Linked DNA regions of Danio rerio: region 2 is linked to region 1. Evidence: chromatin contacts called from public Hi-C data. All regions are on one chromosome and are shown on one strand. The core of a region is the stretch at or near the end of the contact, and the rest is flanking DNA. Distances in the headings are between cores, read along the strand shown.

Region 1 (3,225 bases), core at 486-2,985:
TGAAGGATTTAAAAATATGCATTGTAATTGAAATCTACAGACAGAAAATTATTAAAGTGAGATAAAAGAAACATTTTAACTCTAACAAACATTAACAGAGAGATGTTTTCAACACATTTCTAAACATAATGGTTTTAATAACTCATTTCTAATAACTGATTTATTTGATCTTTGTCATGATGACAGTAAATCAAAATTTACTAGATATTTTTTCAAGACACTTCTATACAGTGACACTTCTATCCTATATTTAAAGTGACATTTAAAGGCTTAACTAGTTTAATAAGGTTAAATAAACAGGTTAGGGTAATTAGGCAAGTTATTGTATAGCAGTTGTTGGATCTGTAAACTATCGGAAAAAATATTTAGCTTAAAGGGGCTAATAATTTTGACCTTAAAATAATGCTTAAAAATTAAAAAGTGCTTTTATTCTAGCCGAAATAAAACAAATAAGACTTTCTCCAGAAGAAGAAGAAAAAATTGGACATACTGTGAGGATTTCCTTGCTCTGTTAAACATCATTTGGGAAATATTTAAAAAAGAAAACAAAATTTTAAAAGGGGGGCCAATAATTCGGACTTTAACTTTCTATCAACACTAAAACTTTAAAGCAGCTTTAGCAGGTGGTGTGGTAATTGCATTTATGCTTTAATGCCAGACACTGCGACAAAATAGTTTTTTCATCCACCTGTTAATTTAGATTTGTTTTTTCCCCTAATTCTTTAAGACTGTAGAAAAAAGCACACTTTTTAATTTTTTTTTTTTTTTTCCCTCCTTTTATATCTAAAGTCTCTCTACTTTTATCTACATCACTCTTTTATTTCTACAGTCTCTTATGGAAATACTTTACAACCAGGTACCATTGGTTAATGCATTTACTAAAATTAGTAAACAATGAGCAATACATTTATTGCAGTATTTAACCATCTTTGTTAATGTTACTTACAATTACAATACAGTCGCTCACTGTTAGTCCTTATTAACTTGCAGTGCAATAACATACACAAATTTAGATTTTAATAATGCTTTATGTTGAAATCAAATGCTTCACAATTATTGTTCATATTTATTTGAATAAACTTTACAATAAAGTTCCATCAGTTAAACAGAAATTGGAAAAAAATAAATAAACAGGGGTGGGGGTGTGGGGCTAATAATTCTGACTTCAACTGTATACATATAAAAAATACCAATAAAATAAAACAATATTAAAACACTTGACAGTGCATTTTAAATGCTATTTAATTAGCTTTAATCCTTACACTAAAAAAATGAACAATTTGTGAAAAATCAAAAGCTCAAAATCTCAAAATAGACAGGTGCATGAAAAAACGGAAATTGTCAGGAGTGTCTCAGCTCAAAAATATAGCCAAGAAAAATATCAACACAGCCACCTCATTTTAAAGCCTCTGCAAACACATACATGGGGCGGATTGGACGGAGGCACAATAATGGCGCGGGGTGTCGGGTAAATGTTCGCCCCATTCACAGGCACCAGCTTGCGGCACGGGGGCAATGAGAGGATAATTACGGGGGTAACTTGGGCTCAATCTGTCCACGGGCCCCGTCCCGTCCTCCCCCTGAAGGGGTGTTTCCCTTGATTAGCCCAGCTCGGGGTGCAGCCCCTCCGCGGATGGCAGATTGAAGTTCATCACGGGGGTCTCAGCTGCCAGTGTGTAGCGATGAATTGCCTGCTGTAAGAAGGTGTTGACAGGAGCAGCTGGACATCAGCGAGTGATGAAAAGAAAGGGAAATTCATTGAGAGCCGAGACAGAACGGTCCACTGGGGAGACGGAGAGGCAAGAGAGAATATCTGGCATCTGCTGGACGAGAACCGAAACTGCAACCTGTCCTGAAGGTGCATAGTGCAGGAGGGAAGCTGAAAGGGGGTGTTATGTCATCAAGAGAAGAAAAAAATACTGTTTGGTTTTATAAATTTAATTGTTGAATTGTTGTGGAATTTTAATGGCAAATAGCTAAACATGAACTGCAGCTAATCCTTTTTTTTTTTTTTTAATTAGTGCAATAATTGAGTTGAACGTAAATTTATTTTCTATAATAATAATAGTAATAATAAATATTAATAATACAGAATTATTAGATAGTTTATTACAAAATTATATACACAATTGTCATTAGTACTATAGTTAGTGAAAGTGATGTATACATTTAAATGTATATTAATATAGTAATGATAATCATAATAAATATTAATACAAAATTATTAGATAGTTTATTAAAAAATATAACATGAGTATTATTAATAGTACTGTTAGTAACACTAATGTAGACATTTAAGCATAAATTAATAATAATAAAGTTATTAGTTTGTTTGGTAACATTTTATTTTGATGGTCCATTTGAGTATTAGTAGACTGTCTGCTTAATGTCTGCTGATACTGACATGTCAACTTACACTAACCCCAACCTAACAGTTTACTTATAATCTAATGAAAATTAGTTGGCATGCATAACTGAAATTCAACAAACAGACCATCAAAATAAAGTTTGTTTATTAAAAAAAATCACATGATTGTTATTATTGTTATTGTTAGTAACAGTAATGTGGTCATTTAAGTGTATAATAATAATAATAATACAAAATTATAACATAATTTATTACAAAAATTACATGATTATTATTCATATTATTATTGTTAGTAAGAGTAATGTATACATTTAAATGTATATTAATAATGGATAGTTTATTACAAATATTTTTTTAATTATTATTGTAACTGTTGTTAACAGTAATAATGAAATTCGCGCATATATTAATAATATTACAAAATTATTATTCTGGGAAACATATATATATATATATGTGTGTGTTTCCCAGAGATGGGTTGCGGTTGGAAGGGCATCCGCTGCATAAAAACGTGCTGGATAAGTTAGCGGTTCATTCTCCTGTGACAACCCCCGATTAATAAAGGGACTAAGTTGACAAGAAAATGAATGAATAAATGAATGAATATTATTATTATTATTATTATTATTATTATTATTATTATCAAAAATAATTAGAAATAATGTAGTAAATGAATAATTAATATTTAATTTACTCTTGTTTTGCCAATAAACATTCAAACTTTTTAAATTTATTTTTTACCACCACCATCACCGCTACGACCTACTACTACTGCTACTATTACTATACTACTACTACTACTACTACTACTACTAGTGGTAGTAATAATAATAATAATTATAATAATTATAATATTT
Region 2 (3,225 bases), core at 229-2,728, 190 kb before region 1:
GGGGTGCTATTTGGGCTCGAGGTCAAGAGACGAACGGATTATATAGTTCCTCATAATAATATTAATTAAACAATTTGCATGCTAATAAGGTAACAATTATCAGGGCCTCTGTTGAAAGATTCGGGTTATTACAACACGCCAATCCGAGTGCCAAGGGTCAGGGAGTGAGTGGGAAGCGAAATTTCAGCTCAGATTAACATTATGACAACTCCAGACACTGGCCAAATAAAGTCGAATTAATTCTCTGTAATGAGAGGGGAGACAGGACGTCCTCTTAAAGCGGTGGGATTGATTACCATTCTGTATTCAAAAACACAGTTAATTTGCCTAAATTTAAGACATATATTCTGCGGTGGATGATAAGATGAATTATTGCTAGTAATAGAGTAAAATGTTCCAGGCCACCATAACTGGGATTTAATTAAAAATCTGAAAATATTATAAACAATTATTATTTACATACTTCACAGTATTTTCTCACTGTTATTTTGTATTTGGTTTCCATAATGACACTGTCGGGTTGCAGGATTATTATTATTTTCAATAAAATATTAATTAATACTCCTGGGACAGCTGCTCACAGTAATAAACCAATATTGTTTCAGAGGTGTAGTGTTGTAAGTTGAAGCATGCATTATATTATACACAATGACCACAAATAAACCGCGCGCGATCTGTACATTAGTTGTTTAAATGACATTAATTACACCGGAACGCTATGGCTGGGGGAATATATCTAATTTTCTGTTAAATGTCGAGTGGCTTCTAATTAGCTATTCATGTAATTAAAAGTTCATTTATTCCTCCAGCAGTATCAAATGAGTGGGTTCGCATCATTCCCTCTCTCCTTATATTTAAAGCGACTCGTGACGCTTCGAAATTAAATCTGACAACTCTGTTTGACGAATATCTTCGGAATGACTGGTGGCAAGTTACCTGAGAATCACCACATAAATAAAAATACTATTGTCGGTCAATTTTGTCAACATTGCGCTATGAATCTTACCTCCTCGCATGGCAACATTTCGACTTCAATCGCAACGGGTGTGTATTTGTTTTCCCTCGTTTTCCTTTTCTTGTTTGTGTTTGTTTGTGTACAAAAGATTTGAAATGAATAGAGGGACATTGTCTCAAACGGTGATGAATCTGCCGCTCTGTGTGGCTGCAGTCCGAGGTGAGATTTCAGTGTCTATTTAGCGTTTAACTGGGTATCAAATCTGATCGCTCTCCCTCTAAGGCCCCCTGTGTAGTCGTGATGTAGTTCTTATCAAAGCCCTCCTGTCTTGTTGTGACAGCTCTGATATTGTTTATTGAGGTGGATGTCAGGTTTAATTAGCAATCGATATGGAAAGCGTTTTCAGACCACGTCTCTGACGTCAGCGCCGATTAACGCTTCTCATTGGTCTCAAATTCCCAGAGCCTAAGCTAATTATTGGAAGCTTCGTGTTGATAAAGAACAGCTCATCCTACTCTCCACATCATGTCCCCTCCTCGCCGGCCACTCTCGCTGCATGTTTTTTAAATTCACATCACCAACCACCAGACGTCGTTTCCTTTTGCCTGGGAGATGATGGACAGCAGGATACTGGATCCACCTCATGCCCAGTTCGGAGGCTCGCTCGGTGGGATGGTGAGCTTTCCGTACCATCTAAGCCACCATCATGTGTACGAATTAGCCGGTCATCAACTTCAATCTACAGCCGCGGTTCCTTTCTCAATAGACGGATTACTTAACGGCTCCTGCACGGCTTCTGTGGTGAATTCTAACCCCCTCTTGTCGTCTGGCTGCGGTATGAATGGAGATAACCAGCAGTACAAACTGACAGGTAAGCAAACAAACCCATGCCTCTAACTAGCAATGCGACTCGGACAATAACGGGATAAATTCATGTTTTTGTTGTAATGTTCTAAAGCAAATATTGTTATCAGTCATAAATCTTTGAATAATTGCCCGAGGAAACAAAAGAAAGCATTCACCCGTTGTTCAAGCTAGTTTAGTAGTATTTAAGAGACTGACTTAAAAAAAAAAAGAATAGCTTGTATAAAATATTTTACACAATCGCTGACAGCACCTATACTTCTTTTTTCTTATGTTCTTATTTTTGTCATAAAAAAATAATAATCCATGGCTTTCTTTTTCTCTTTTTCCTTTCTGACACATAAACTAGCCTAACAGTAAAGGCTCATGCAGAAAAAAAAACACTAACAAAATATTTAAGTTGACCCGCTGTTTTGGTGATCATAATAACTGTGCACGGTATACGCGATGTTAATTTATTGTTTCTTACATAGATTCGGGGGATCCAGACAAGGATAGCCCGGGTTGTAAAAGAAGACGAACTCGTACCAATTTCACTGGCTGGCAGCTGGAAGAATTAGAGAAGGCTTTTAATGAAAGTCACTATCCAGATGTGTTCATGAGGGAAGCACTTGCTCTAAGATTGGATTTGATAGAATCAAGGGTGCAGGTAAATACACTTAAATAATTTTTCACATGCATGGTGTGCAGGTATTAAAATCACATGAATTTAAATATTTTGTCAACACAAGATGGTTTATGTATAAGCCCGTTTTTATTTCTGCTCGGTGTGTTTGATTCACTATAGTAGTAAATTTTGTACTGCTAATTTTAGAAATTGTTGTTTTAAATTTACACTAGCTTCTGTATTTATTGACAAGCTATCATGGGTTTGAAATTGTCTTTCGTTTTATACTGTGTTTCGAAGATAACACAGTATAGGCCCTCTTTTCAGAAAAAAACAATATACAGAAAATGTTTAATATAGTATTACCATCTTATACAGTTATTTTAGTGAAAAGTTTTTTTTTTAATTCGAGGTAAAATTTAAATGAATTATTTTAGATAATTCTTAAAAAAAAAAAAAAATATATATATATATATATATATATATATATATATATATATATATATATATATATATATATATATATATATATATATAAATGTAATAGATGCAGGCTGTGATCTTATAAAATCTCATCTGAACAAAGCACATGTTTCAGTGTGTTTGTCTGTTTATCGTAACAGTCTGAATTAGCAGTAACATTTGACCTATAAATCAAAACCCATTGCATAAACACTGTATGTCGCATGTTGTAATTAATTTATGTTATTTATGTTATTGGATGCGGCCTGCCTTTGGAGCAGCATTCACGTTTATGTGTGAAAGGGGTATCACTATTATTTTGAAATTGTGGTTGTTT

Evidence for each region. Hi-C and Micro-C count contacts between places; a contact is called where the count stands out from the background.
Region 2: a Hi-C map of embryo shows a contact between it and region 1, with 2.3 times the contacts expected there. The contact joins the promoter of uncx here to the enhancer-like site in region 1. A contact is called at or near these places in 2 of 18 Hi-C or Micro-C datasets (caudal fin and embryo).

Annotation. Positions count from the first base shown.
Region 1 is chr3:42,231,966-42,235,190 of GRCz12tu, reverse strand. No RefSeq gene overlaps it. Among named protein-coding and RNA genes, the nearest start is that of micall2a, 89 kb to the right of the region's middle. Within about 2 kb of position 1,735, at least 14 of the 62 cell types and tissues checked have an H3K27ac peak or open chromatin away from gene starts, as enhancers often do.
Region 2 is chr3:42,419,127-42,422,351 of GRCz12tu, reverse strand. It overlaps uncx (UNC homeobox), which reads left to right and starts at 1,478. Exons shown (of 3, transcript XM_005164204.6): 1 at 1,478-1,826; 2 at 2,293-2,468. The coding sequence starts at 1,568.